Regions from separate parts of the Macaca mulatta genome. Here region 1 is linked to region 2. The links are chromatin contacts, called in public Hi-C maps. All regions are on one chromosome and are shown on one strand. The core of a region is the stretch at or near the end of the contact, and the rest is flanking DNA. Distances in the headings are between cores, read along the strand shown.

Region 1 (7,306 bases), core at 1,286-3,785, 35 kb before region 2:
TTTGCGATGTTATTTATTTTCTTGCTCTGCAAATGTTTATTGAACATTTCTGAGATTTTAAGAGATTTTGTTGGCTGCTCCTTCTTGTTTATTGCATGTGGTTTTTCAGCTCATCCTTTTCACTAAACGGCCAAGTGCTGGAAAGTGGGAATGACCTCATGGCGTGTGGACAGAAGGGGCCACCTCTACTCCCAGCCCTGCTTTCTGGGCCCTCCCATCATACCCCTTCCTGGGAAGGAGGGGTTAACAGGCTGCAATAACACGCCCACAAGGGTGGTCTTGGCCCGCACATCTGCTCCTGTGGGGTCAGGACGCACATCTTGCCTGGTAGCAGAAGGCTGCAACCACTTCTGTCCATCCTGTGCTGTGGGTGGGTGGATGTATCCAAGACTTAGGAAGCAGGAAGAGCATCTTGTGAGCTGACTCAAAGGTGTTTCTTCCTCTTTCAACTTTTCATAAGTCAGTTTTTATTTTTTTATTTTTTGAGATGGTCTCATTCTGTTGCCCAAGCTGGAATGCAGTGGTAGGACCTTGCTGCCTCCTGGGTTCAAGTGATTCTCCTGCCTCAGCCATCCAGGTAGCCGGGATCACAGGTGTGCACCACCACTCCTGGCTTATTTCTGTAATTTTTGTAGAGACGGGGGTTTCACCATGTTGCCCGGGCTGGTCTTGAACTCCTGAGCTCAAGCAATCATCCTCCCAAAATGCTGGGATTATAGGCATGAGCCACTATGCCTGGCCCATAAGTCAGTTTTTGAAATATAAAAGTGGTATAGGCTAGATGTAACAAAAAACAAATGATACAAGAGCTTATAAAGTCACATGGCAAGTTCCTCCCCACCAATCATGCAGTGAAGTGAGGGTCACGTGTGTCCCTGGAAGAGTCGCCTCCAGTTCTTGCAGGGGGATGTTTTCCTAAAACTTTCTGAGCATTGCTCTTCTCTGCTCAAGCCATTTTAATGCACCTCAGGCAGCAAAGTCTCAGCCTTTGAGCTGTGCTCTCTGTGAGGGTGTTGGATGTAAACGAAATCAAATCAGGGTACAATGATGGCTGTGGCAAGTGCCATGAAGGAACGAACCTGCAGGGCCCTGCCTTGGTTTGAAAGACAGGCAGGCATCCCGGAGGCTGACAGGGAGATGAACCCCAAAGCCAGAGTGCTTATCTGTCAGATCTCTGCTTCATGTGTGGAGTTGCTCACTTAACACATCATAAGTGGCTTTGTTCCATATGACAGCAAGTTCTGCAGAAGCCTCATCTGGGTGGGGGAGTTTTATTAAAACAGTTTATCATGGAGAATTCCAACTATACAAAAGTACAGCAAACAGTAAAATGGACCCTCATCTACCCATCACTTACCAACCCATGACCAATGTCTTCAGCTGTAAGAGGTTTATCTTATAGCTCCTTGCTTCCTCCTTCGCTCTCTACCTGTCTGAATTGTGTGAAGCACATCCTGGCCATAAGATCAGTTAACGTCTTAGTATTTCAGTATGTTTCTCTGAATGTTTTAAATGCCACTATTACACCTAAAGAAAGAAATATCAAAAAGCAGCAGCATACCTTAAAAAAAGTATTAAAACATACGAAGTGTAGAAGTCGTAACTGCGCAGCTTGATGAGTTTTCACAAACACATGTTAAGTACTTTTTTGGGGTAGCTCTGTCATCTCTAGCAATTATGAATTGTCCCTGGCAGGGGTTTCCGTATGCCCAGGAAACAGACTGAGGACATGACTGGTGCCCGGCTGCACTATTGCAGGATCTCTGGAGTCCAGAGTGAATCAAGATGGTTTTAGAAGCAAAGTTCCCATTTTAACACGTAACTGTCAAGGACCTTGAGCAAATCATGAGTTCCAGGCTTCAGTTTTAAGTGGGGATTAAAAGCTTCTTGCAGGTTTGAAGGAGCATTTGAATGGCACACGATACAAACGGAATTATTACACATATAAGCATATGCCCTATAAATATATTTGTTACCGTTTTGTGACGATTAATCACGTTTATTCAGTGCACTGGCCCCGGAATGATTCCTTTACACACGTTTTGTCATGTAATGTTGAAACGTGTGTCCAGCATCTTGTTTGGTGCCGAGTTTTAATTTTCTCATTCCAACATGGCTTTGCTATGCTTATTTTGGAGCCGAAGGCCAGAGAAGTTGAGACACGTAGCTAGGTTTATCCAGCACCTCGGCGGAGCTGGCATCCCAGCCGTGCCCTGAGCCGTAGACCCGGCTCCCTCTGGCGGGTCTCCAGGGCACTGGCGCTCCTCCAGCCCGACCGCGCTTGGGCCTTGGGCCTTTCCGTAGTGCACAGCTCCGCCCCCTCGAATGCTATAGGACTCCGCCTCTCTGCCGGCTTCTCTAGGCCAATCACTGAGGCCTTAGACTAACAGAAGGCGGGGACAAGGCGGGGCTCTCACGAGATTGCCAGCCGCTTCCAGCCACTGATAGGAGGAGGCATAGAGATAGACAGCGGTATCATCCAATAGGCGTGAAGCCAAGGCCGGTATGGGCCAATGCGGTCGGGAGGCGGGGCTCGGGTGTGTGTCGAGGAGACCCTGTGGTTAGCAGCCGCTATTGCAGCGTCGGATGTGCAGAGCAGCAGCCGCCGGCGTCCTCGGATGTTGTGTTACCCGCCATCATGAGCTACACAGGTGGGCCTGGCAGGGTGGGGTCGGGCTCTGCGTGGGGGATGGGACAGGGAGGTGCGGATGCCGCACCAGGCTTGCCCGCACCTCCTCTGGGGCCCGTTCACTGCCCTCCCTGCGGTCACAAAATGGCGCCGCTGGCCCGTCGCCTCAGGGTCGCTTCTCTCACGCCTCGTTGCCTCAGCTCTCTGTGCCTGCAGCCGGCGTCCCGGCTCCCAGCCGCCTGAGGTCTTGGCTTCTGTCGCCTGTGTCCGTGGGCCCGGGCCTCAGCGCGCGAGGTCTCCGCCCCCACCACCTCAGTCCCTGGCCTGCGTTCGTGGACCTCAACGCCTTAGGTTTCCCTTTCTCAGGCCTTGGTCCTTACGAGCAGTCAGCAGGCTCGGCTGCCGTCGCCATTGTCGCGTCCTCCCCCGCGCAGTTTCTCTGCAAAAACGCCGCAGCTCTACACCTCCATCCCGATCCCACCCACCACCCCCTTTTGTCTATTTCAGAACTGGGAGAGGCGCCAGGCCCTAGGGGGATAAGTAAATATTGGAAAGGTTTGGGCTGAGCGGGGAGTCTTGGGCCCCTAGGGGGCTGAACTGCAAGGAATGACAAGGTTCCACGTTAATTCTCTCTACGTCTGTCAAATGAACCGTGTCTGGTGCAGATTGGGCACCGGGAATACAGACAAGACTTCATCAAGCAGCTTAGAGGCGAGGACTGATCTTAATAGGCAAATAAGCGAGTGTAGGATATATTTTAGGGTGGTCAGTACCGTGCGGGGGTCGCTCCACTACATGGAGTGGTTGGAGCCCTCTGTAAAGTGGTGACATTTGAGCAGAGACCTAAATGGAGTGAGAGAATAAAGATATCTGGCCCAGGGAGCTTTTGCTGTAAAAGGCTTACGGGCAGGAACTGCCTGGCTTGTTAGAAGATCAGCCAAAGAGGCCAGTGGGAGGCCAATGAGATTTGAAAGGGAGAGTGGGTGATAAGATCCGAGAGCCCCTCTCCGCCCCCCGCAATATGCTTGGGCGACTGTAAATCATCACTGGGTGAATTGCCAAGGCCTCCTGGGTTTCCCTTGGCAGTGACTGATGAGGATTCTCAGCCAGGAGACTTAGACTAGGCCTCCCCATTTGGTGAGGGTATTACAGGCTTGAGCGTGTGTGGTTGCCAGGTAACCTGCATTCTACTTGGAATGTTGAGAACTGAGAATGGAACATGAATCTCTGGAGCTCCTTTGTAGACCACTTTATGTTTGCATAGGCAAGAAGGTAGTGCCAGTCCCCTCTACCCTGGCTCCCAGGTCAGGAGCTTTCCAAGAACCCCAGTTTTTTCTAGCAACCATCCCCCAGCCCAATGGCTTCTCAGCCAAGGGTGATTCTGCCCCCAGAGGACATCTGGCAATGTCTGGAGACATTTTTGGTTGTCACATATGGGAGAGGGAGTGCTTCTGGTATCTAGTGGATGGAGGCTTGGGATGCTGCCCTGCTACGGTATACACAATGACACCTACTGCAAAGAAGTATCTGGCCTCAAACATCAGTAGTGTCCAGGTTGGGCAGCTCTGCCAGAGCCTTTCTGTAACTTTCCTAGTTCAGGAGGACAGACTATAGGGTTGTTACTCACCTCTCTGGGATTGGAATATAATTCTCACCAAGTCTTACCAAGAACTGGAAGACAGTTTCATGGTTTTTAAAAACAGGACTGCTGAAGAAACCAGAAGATGAATGGTTGGGTGCTGTGGGGTAGCTGAGTAATGGAGCTCTTTTTCTTTAATAGATGAGGAAACTGAGTTACAAGGTCACTAATGACCCAACCTGAATTCCAGCTGTAGATCTTGTAGGCTGTAGTTCTGGGTTTGGGTGGGCACTGAGATAGCCAAGCTAATAAAGTAATGATTTGTTTTTCCTTTATCTTGATAAACTGAAAACCACAGTAATTTATAATGTGAGTCTTCCCCTTTTAAGAAGTAGGGCACTAAAGTCAAAGGCATTTTAAGTCACATTTCAGACAACTACTAGCTTTAAGAGTAAGTCCTAGAGGCCTCGAAGCAAATGTTAACCATTATTAAACATAAAAGGTGACTAGTAAATCTTTTTATTAACTCGCCCTGCTTTTGAACCCAGTTACTTTATTTATACGTGGGAAAGGAAGCCGCATCTCTAGCACTGAGAGGGGAAGAGGAGAGCAGTGGAAAACAGGACAGAAATATCCAGAATCAGGCCCTCAAACAAAGGTCTGACATGCTACCGCACTTATCACAGAAACATTTATTGTCTCACACAGTTTCCTTATGTTTGGAATGGACAGGTGATTTCGCTGGGTGGTTCTAGCTTGGAATATCATGAGGTTACATTTAGGATCTCTATCTGGACTAGAGTCATCTGAAAGCCTGACTGAGGCTGGAGGTCCGACCTCCAAGGTGACTTAAACTCCCATGCCTGGTGGGCTGATGCTGGCCGTTAATTCTTGGCCCCATGGATCTCTCCCTATGGCTGGCTGCTAGAGAGTCCTCACAACATGGTGGCTGGTTTTCCCCAGACTGAATGATCCCAGAAAGAGCAAGGCAGAAATCCCAGAAGTCACACTCAGTCATTTTCATAGATCTTATTGGTTGCACCGGCTACCTCTATTAGTTGGGAGGGATCTACATAACATTAAGAGGCAAGAATGATTGGAGACTATCTTGGAGGATGGTTGTCACCCTACTCTTGGCTCAGATAATAAAGGTTGGAGGCAACCTAACCTAATTCCAGTTATCCTTTAATTTTTGGCACTCTCTGTTACTCCTTCAAATAAGACTCTTTTTTTTAGATCAGGCATGGTGGCTCACACCTGTAATCTCAACACTTTGGGAGGCCAAGGCAGGAAGATTGCTTGAGGCCGGGAGTTTGAGAAGAGCCTGGGCAACACAGCAAGACCCTTTCTCTATAAAAATTAAAAATAAAAAGTTAACTATGCGAGATCGAGGCTGCAGTGAGCCATGATTGCGCCACTGCGCTCCAGCCTGGATGACAGCGAGACTCTGGGAGGTTTGCTGGAGCCCGGGAGTTCAACATTGCTGAGCTATGACCATGCCACTGCACTCCAGCCTGGGCAACAGAGCAATATCCTGTCTCAAGAAAATATATACTCTTTTTTAAAAAGGAAAAAGAAGGAAAAGTATAACACTGAGAAACTTTTGTTTTGTTGAGACAGGGTCTCACTATGTTGCCCAGGCTGAAATGCAGTGGTGCCATCATAGCTCACTGCAGCCTTGCCCTCCTGTGCTCAGGTGATCCTCCCACCTCACCTCAGCCTCCCAAGTAGCTGTGACTGCATGTGCATGCCACCATGCCCGGCTAATTTTTTATTTCTGAGATGAGGTCTCACTATGTTGCCAGGCAGGTCTTGAACTCCTGGGCTCAAGCGATCCTCCCAACTCAGCCTCCCAGAGTACTGGTGTTACAGACATGAGCCCCAGTATTTGGCCTGCTTTTGTATCTTTGAGCAAAAAAAGTTAACAAGAGAGATTGGTTAAAAGCAAGGAGTGTTGCTGCAGAACTAGAAATCCATGGTCTCAGAGTGAGAGGATTGCTTAAGCCCAGGAATTCAAGATCAGCATGGGTAACATAGTGAGACCCTGTCTCTCAAAAAGAAAAAAGAAAACAAAAATTAGCTGGGCCTGGTGGTGTGTGACTATAGTCCCACCTACACAAGAGACTGAAGTAGGAGGATCGCTTGAGCCCCAGAGTCTGAGGACATAGTGAGCAGTGATTGTGCCACTGCACTCCAGCCTGGATGACAGTGAGACCTCCTGTCTCTAATGAAAATAGAAAGAAATCCATGATCTGACACTTAGCTTTATAGGGCCATATAGGGCATATTTTATTTTTTCATCCAGAGCTAATCAGGCTGGTAAATTGTACCAAGAGAACACTTTATAAACCAGCTAAGAATTTAGGTTGGGCACAGTGACTTACGCCTGTAACCCCAGCACTTTGGGAGACCCAGGCGGGCGGATCCCCTGAGGTTGGGAGTTTGAGACCAGCCTGACCAACATGGAGAAACCCTATCTCTACTAAAATACAAAATCAGCTGGACGTGGTGGCGCATGCCTGTAGTCCCCACTACTCGGGAGGCTGAGGCAGGAGAATCGCTTGAACCCAGGAGGCGGAGGTTGCGGTGCGCTGAGATCGCACCACTGCACTCCAGCCTGGGCGATAAGAGCCAAACTCCATCTCAAAAAAAAAAAAAAAAAAGTCCGGGCGCGGTGGCTCACGCCTGTAATCCCAGCACTTTGGGAGGCCGAGACGGGTGGATCACGAGGTCAGGAGATCGAGACCATCCTGGTGAACACGGTGAAACCCCGTCTCTACTAAAAAAATACGAAAAACTAGCCGGGCAAGGGCGCCTGTAGTCCCAGCTACTCGGGAGGCTGAGGCAGGAGAATCGCTTGAACCCGGGAGGCGGAGCTTGCAGTGAGCCGAGATCGCGCCACTGCACTCCAGCCTGGGAGACAGAGGGAGACTCCGTCTCAAAAAAAAAAAAAAAGAATTTATTCATAATAGGAGCCAAAACTGGCTCTAGAAGGGCCTGCCCTGCGATCTTTGCAGACAGTATTGTGGAGCAGAATGTCCATGTGGTGCAGGGGACAGAGTTAGAGCAGAGATTGCCGTTGATTTGGAGGGTTTGAT
Region 2 (7,270 bases), core at 3,645-6,144:
CTGAGGCAGGAGAATGGCGTGAACCCGGGAGGGAGAGCTTGCAGTGAGCTGAGATCGCGCCACTGCACTCCAGCCTGGGTGACAGAGCGAGACTCTGTGTCAAAAAGAAAAAGAAATCTAGCAACATTATTGGTATAATGCAAACTCTTTTCTCTTCATGTGCAAATAGTGAGATTATGCTCTTAGAAAAGCTGAATGATCCCACCAAAATGTTCTTAGAATTTATAGAATTTGGTAAGGGGATGGGATTCAAAATAGCATACAAAAAGTAATAGTGTTTCTCTATTCTAGTACTAACCAGTTAGAAATTTAAATGGAAAAAAAAAAAACTACTTAAAATAACCACACAATGTATGAAATAGCTAAGAATAGAGATTTAAGAAGAAAGACTTGAGGGCCAGGCACGGTGGCTCACGCCTGTAATTCCAGCACTTTGGGAAGCTGAGATGGGTGGATTGCCTGAGGTCAGGAGTTTGAGACCAGCCTGGCCAATGTAGTAAAACCCTGTCTCTACTAAAAATACAAAAAATTAGCTGGGTGTGGTGGTGGGCGCCTATAATCCCAGCTACTCAGGAGGCTGAGGCAGGAGAATCACTTGAACCGGGGAGGTGGAGGTCGCAGTGAGCCAAGATTACACCACTGCACTCCAGCCTGGGCAACAAGAGCAAAACTCTGTCTCAAAGAAAAAAGAAGAAGAAGAAAGGCTTGAGATCTTTAAGAACTACAAATACTCCAAGGATATGAAATAAGACCTTAATGAATCGAGGAATGTTCTGTGTTCTTAAATGGGCGATTTTATAGTGAAACAAAACGAAAACCAGTTCTCTCCAAATTAATATAGACAGCACAATTCTAGTCAAAAATCTCAGTTGGGGAGTAGGACTGAATGAAATGATTTTAAAGTTTTACATTGTAGAATTCAGTCTAACAATAGTTGAGAGATTGATTTCAAAAAGATTAAAACTACAAAGCTTCTGCAATTAAAAAACCAAAAAAGTGATATTAACACAGTAATGAAACAGTGGAACCATAATAGAGAGTCTAGCAAAAGATCCCAGTATGTTTCAGACTTAGTCATTTGTTGAAGTTAGTACAGATATCTTATCTGAAACCTTAGGGCCAGATGCCTCAGAATTCATTTTTGGGCTTCAGAAAGCCAGTATGCAAGGCTGGACACAGTGGCTCACACCTGCAATCCCAGCACGTTGGGAGGCTGAGGTGGGAGAATTGCTTGAGCCCTGGAGCTCCTGACCATAGTGTGACCTCGTCTCTACAAAAAATAAAAAATTAGCCAGGCATGGTGGTGAGTGAGTACCTATAGTCCCAGCTACTCAAGAGGCTAGAGTGGGAAGATCACTTGAGCCCAGGAGTTTGAGGCTGCAGTTAGCCATGATCACACAATGGCAGTGCAGGCTGGGCAACAGAGTGAGACCCCTATCTCTAAAATAAAAAGAAAGACAATATGGTATTAGCACTAACCTCTCCAAAAGGATCTGGGGAAAGTGCCTTGTAGATGAGTCATGAATAATTCTTCACAAGACATATATATAAATGGAATACATTAAAATGTAATGTCAGTTCATATAAAAGCCACCAAAGGAATTTTGGGGGAAAACTTGTTTTCTAGAGCCTTTTGGATTTCCAGTTTATAGATAAGGGATTATAGAACTCTATTCCAATTTGGTAGGGAAATAATGGTTTGTTTTGTACATTTCTGGAAAAGAAAATTTTGGACCCTCTACCTCATAACACATATAGATTGAGTTCATCCTTCATCTGAAAATCTGAAACACTCTGAAATCCAAAACTTTTTTTTTTTTTTTTTTTAAGAGATTGAGTCTTGCCATGTTGTGCAGGATGGAGTGCAGTGGCTGGTCACAAGTGAAATCATTGCACACTATAGCCTTGAACTCCTGAACTCAAGCGATCCTCCTGCATCAGCCTCATGAGAGTAGCTGAGACTACAGGCACAAGCCACTGTGCCCAGTAAAATCTGACTTTTTCAGCACAGACATGACAAAGTAAATGCTCATTGAAGCATTTCAGATTTTGGGTTTTTTGGAGTAGGGATGCTCACCTGGTAAGTATAATGCAAATATTCCAAAATCTGAAAGACTTCTGGTCATAAGCACTTTGGATAAGGGATACTCAATCTGTATCAAATTCTAGAAAATTTGGCTAGGCGTGGTGGCTCATGCCTGTAATCCTAACACTTTGGGAAGCTGAGATGGGTGGAGGTCCTGAGCTCAGGAGCTCAAGACCAGCCTGGGCAACATAGGAAAACACTGTATCTACTAAAAAAACAAAAAATCAGCTGGTGGTGCGTGCGCGCCTACTCAGGAGGCTGAGGCATGTGAATTGCCTAAACCCAGGAGGCGGAGGTTGCAGTGAGCTGAGAGCCCCTGCACTCCAGCTTGGGTGACAGAGCGAGACTGTCTAAAAAAAAAAAAAAGAAAATTTAAATGTGAAAAATAAAACCAAGATGAGAAAATAGTTAGAAAACTACAGACTCTGGGCGGGTGGTCCAGTGTGCTTACCAGAGCACTCAGTTGCCGGTGGACAGGGAAATGCCGTGGGAAGCAGCAGCACAGATTCTTCTGTCTTTCATTCACAGCAAAAATACCCCACAGTGACAACATCCAGTGCTGATGGGCAGGCAGGAGGACCAGGTCACTGTTTTTAACACAGGTGGAAGCAGCATGACTTGGAAATGTTTTGCAGTTAATTGGGCACTATCACTTTGAAACCAAACCTGGTTAGAATTAAAAGCACCAGCATGGAAGTGTACAGGTTTATTCTGGTGTTGCTGGGTTATTGTGGAGAAAATGTGGAAGCAATATAAATGTGCCTCAGTTGGGAGAATTTATGGTGTGGTCATCTGGGCATCCAGAGCTAGGAGGATAAAGTGTTGGCAAGTGAGAAAGAGTCACTGAGGAACGGTCTATAGTAGTATCCTAATTGTGTATCTTTAGTTTGTTATGAGCATGTATGATGTCTGTTAATATTTTCCTCCAGTAGTAGAGAAAACGTGCTAAGGAAAAAAAAAATGAAGATGGAGAGAGTAGAAGCAGCAAGTGAGAAGGCTTTCTGAAACATGTAAATGGAGTGGGCGGGACTCAGTGGGCTCTCCCACCCCGCCAAAAATATCCTCCTTTTAGCTTACGGTTTTTATAATGATCAAAGTGAGATTTGCCTGTACTCCCACCATGAGGAAATGGCCCCGCATACTGACGGAAATCCTTCCAGACAAAATGGCTCTGGCATGCTTTGCAGACAGTACTATATTATACACCTTTCTTTTGCCATTGGAGAGATGAGCCCGATTTGAAGGGCTGCATGACGTTCTTTTGAATGTACAATTTATTTAACCTTTTCTGCACTGAGGAACGTTTAGGTGTTTTCCCATTTTTCACCACTACAATCAGTGTGCACGTATGTTTCCAATTCTTAAATTTAGGATAGGTTCTGGGAAGGGATTAATGAAACAGATTTTTACTTTTCATACATTCTGTCAAACTGCTTTCCAAAAAATATGGAAACAGTTGATCCTCCCAGCAGCATAGAAGTGTCTCTTCAACCTTGCATGACTGGGAATAATTCTTCATTCTTGGAATTCTGTGGGTTAAAAAGACATGTTTGATTAAATATCTGTTCCTGCTTTTATACCCTCCCCGTTGGTCCCAAAGTGCTCCTTGCCTATTAGCCTAGTTGGCACCTTGTTATGGGTTGCACCTTTGGCTCTTAGTTTCTTAATTTGTTCACTGCTTATAGCTTTTTTGTAAGCAAATCAGATTTCTGTAATACAGCCGTAAAGATATATAGAGATCTATAGATCTGTATTTTTAATTACCTACAGTAAGTGTGGTGTGGAAGGAGAAGGAATTTGAACAAAGATCAGATAGGTTGTGGTTCCATGCTTGTAGAGTGGCCCTCCGTTGGTGGGGCTGCGCTCCGGGTGGAAGCGGGTGGAAGCGTGGGTGGAGGGGCAGGGGGGCGTCCCTCTAAACTGGCAGGGTCGGGGCGGGAACTTGTAGGGCACTCAGAGCAGCCTCTCCAGCCCCTTCTGCCCTGCCCGCAGCTCATGATGGAGCAGTCCAAGAAGTCCTCGCTCATGGTGGCCCGCAGTATTCTCAACAACAAGCTCATCAGCAAGAAGCTGGAGCGCTACCTGAAGGTGAGGCGCTGGTCCTGGCCTGGGCTTGTCCCCACCTCAGTCCCTGCCTGTGCTCCCTCACTTCAGTGTCCGCGCCCCTCCCCACAGGGCGAGAACCCTTTCACCGACAGCCCCGAGGAGGAGGCTGAGGGCGGTGCCCTGGACGAGGGGGCACAGGGCGAAGCGGCAGGGGTCTCGGAGGGTGCAGAGGGCGCGCCGGTGCAGCCTCCCGTGCCCCCAGAGCCAGCCCCCGGCGCCGTGTCGCCGCCACCGCCGCCGCCCCCAGAGGAGGAGGAGGAGGGCGCCGTGCCCTTGCTGGGAGGGGCGCTGCAACGCCAGATCCGCGGCATCCCGGGCCTCGACGTTGAGGACGACGAGGAGGGCGGCGGGGGCGTCCCGTGACCCGAGCTCGGGGCGGGCGGGGCCCGCGTGGCCGAAGCTGGAAGCCAAACCTAATAAAGTTTTCCCATCCCACCTCCCGGTTTCTCTGTTACGGTGCCGCGCGGGCCGGGCGGGGCGCGGGCCGAGAGGCGGGGCGCGCATTCGCGCGGGCCGGGCCCTCGGGCACCGCTGCGGGACCACAACTCCCGACAGGCTGCGGAGGTGGAGCTTCGCAGCCCGAAAGGCTAGCTGGGACGGTGAGGGCGGACCCTCGTGAATGCCAGCCAATGGGAGCGCGCGGAAGTAGTGACGTGTGCGCCTAGTCTTCCAGTAGTCGACGGCGGAGGTGCGTTGAACGCATGCGTGCTGTGGTCTCCTAGTAAAAGGGGCTGCTGGTGGGCCGCGTTGAAGACATGGACCAGGGCTACGGAGGTTTGTGTAGGCTGCTGGGTGCAGAGTAGGTAGCGAAGGCTGAGTGCGAGCCACGCAGCCGCTGCGCAGACGGCCGCGGGCCGGGCCTTCGTCCGGAGTGTGGTTGCCGCAGCCGGGCCCTGCAGAGAGGCGGCCAGAGCGCGCGCGCGCGCCGCTCATTGGGCTTTGGCGCCGTCGCTCCCGGGGCGCTGCGTGCGGATTGGCCGCCAGGGCCCGAAGAGGCGGGCGGGACTCGGGGTTGGGGCAGACGCCGCGGTGGGCTTCATGGGGGGCGCCTTGGGCTGTGCGGGCCGTTTCTGTCCCTCACCTTCGGCGGGGCCCTTCCGGCCCCCGGCGACCCCGGGGTTTGCACTCCCGGCTTCCTCTTCCGAAGACGCCACAAAATGGCGGCGCTAGGGGGCGGAGCTACAGCGTGGGGTCCTGAGGTCGGGCTCCGGGCGCTGGGTCTGGGGCCACGGGTGGACCGCTGGGGCCGCCTCTCCTGACCTGCCCTAGGCCTTCGGGGCCGGGTGGGGCCTCTGCTGGGCTCCCAAGGCCCAGGGCGCCTGTCCCGGAAGCCGTCGGGCTGCGCGGGGTCGGGCCTTTAATCCCCGGTGCTGCGTATTGAGGCCGAGTGCGGCCGGCGCGGGAGTCAGCCTCGCTGGGCTCCAGCTCTGTAGCCGGCGCGTGCTGGCGTGGGACAGGATGGTGAGGGGCAGATGCTGAGTGTTTGTATAAAGCTGGAAACCTGATTGTGCCCTGGGGCTGGTGACAGATTGGCCATTCTCATGTAGGCAGTGCGTTGCGGTGGCTTGGAGGGGCCAAGGGGTTGTGCAAGAGGGAACGTGTCCTTTCCCCGCTTGGCTTTAGCGCTTGGCCTGCAGTAGGGCCGATTTTCTCGAGCTTCCTGCTCCCCGCCTCTGGAATCAGAGCCTTCTGGGAGCCAAGTTTGCCCACAGGGGATAGTTGGGACACGCTGGGTGGAGCTCGACTGGGTGTAGAGAAGCTAGTGGTCTGATCCTGGCTGCAGGAGCTCAAGAAGTTGTCGATCTTGAGAAGTGGCAGGGCAAAATTATCCTATCACCAGAAATTGCAGAGACAGGAGAGCGGTCGGTCCTGAGGCGGCAGCGTGCGCGGTGTGCTTTGGTGTCTTCCGGGTCCTAGCGAAGGCTCTCCTGGTCTGCCACAGCCTGGGTAGATTTCACCATTCTCTCCTTTCCTTCCCATCAGATCTTTTCTGCCGGTATTGTCTTTTTCAGTCGTAGTTTGGAGAGGTTTTTTAAATCCCCTTTTCCTACCTCCCGAAAACCTTTCAGACACAGTGGAGATAGTTCAGCTTCCCCGATTTCTTGTGTTTCGGGGAGCGTTTTAAGGTTAATAATGCGTGCTGCTTACACTAGAGCTTCACAGGGAAGCGGCCTCTCGAGGTTGGTTACTTGCTGTTAGAATCTGCAGTCTGCCTTTCTGTTGCACGGATGCAAATTTAGAAGGCTTTGCGGTATGACGGAGGGGAAGGCATAGCATAGCAGAGGGCAAAACTCAGCGGTTATGACTGGGTCAAGTCTCGTAACCCATGAGCCTAGCTCCCTTGTCTCTGAATGGCCTTCGGGACAACAGGGTTTGCTGGGTGCTTGCAGTGTATCGGCACACACTAGGCACTTAGCGGCGGGGCTTTTTCTGGTGAGGGAGACATGGGTATGTTCCTGCCTCATCAAAGTGAAGTCATTTAACAGGCATGGTGGCCACCCGCGCGCAGCTGAGTGCTGGGCCCCAGGGACACAGAAATGAAGAGAACACAGTTCCCATCCTCCTTCCTGGAGGGACCAGACAGATCCCATAGTGGGTGGGGGGTGTTGGGAGGGTCGAAGAGTGCAGTCTGATGCCTTAGGGCCAGGCCAAGGCCCTGGGACTTAAAGGTCCAGGGGATCCGTGGAGGGCTTAAAAGTGATAGGAAGTGCGGCTTAGAGAGATGCAGTTTATGTCACCAAATTCCCATGCTCGTTCTCAGTTACAGGGTACTTGTGATAGTAGTCGGAACTGGTTTCCTGGCTGTGTGGTGGGTGGGGGAATGTGTCCTCATGCTGAATGGATTGTCTTGTGTTAGCCTCAGTTGTGGATGGACTCTTGGAGGGGTGAGGTACTTGGCCAAGGTCCCTCTGCAGGCGGAGCTGACCTCCAAGCCCACTTCCCACCCTTCTTTTTCTGCTTTGATCTCAGCCAAGTGGAATGCGATGATGCCGTTAGCCAGCTGTGGGGTGGCTTTTTTGTGTGTTGGGGGGGGTATTCCTTCTTGTAAGGCTGACACTGAACTGTAAGGAGATCCAT

The links. Hi-C and Micro-C count contacts between places; a contact is called where the count stands out from the background.
Region 1: a Hi-C map of cortical neurons shows a contact between it and region 2, with 2.8 times the contacts expected there. The contact joins the promoter of AKAP8L here to the promoter of AKAP8 in region 2. A contact is called at or near these places in 3 of 14 Hi-C or Micro-C datasets (cortical neurons, fetal cortex germinal zone and fetal cortical plate).

Annotation. Positions count from the first base shown.
Region 1 is chr19:15,995,090-16,002,395 of T2T-MMU8v2.0, reverse strand. It overlaps AKAP8L (A-kinase anchoring protein 8 like), which reads left to right and starts at 2,535. Exons shown (of 14, transcript NM_001260986.2): 1 at 2,535-2,651. The coding sequence starts at 2,639. It overlaps LOC144336814 (a long non-coding RNA gene), which reads right to left. Exons shown (of 3, transcript XR_013409133.1): 3 at 2,550-5,465.
Region 2 is chr19:15,962,364-15,969,633 of T2T-MMU8v2.0, reverse strand. It overlaps AKAP8 (A-kinase anchoring protein 8), which reads left to right and starts at 4,894. Exons shown (of 13, transcript XM_077978119.1): 1 at 4,894-4,966. It overlaps AKAP8L (A-kinase anchoring protein 8 like), which reads left to right. Exons shown (of 14, transcript NM_001260986.2): 13 at 4,079-4,174; 14 at 4,262-4,626. The coding sequence ends at 4,555. All of the region lies in intron 2 of LOC144336816 (a long non-coding RNA gene), which reads right to left.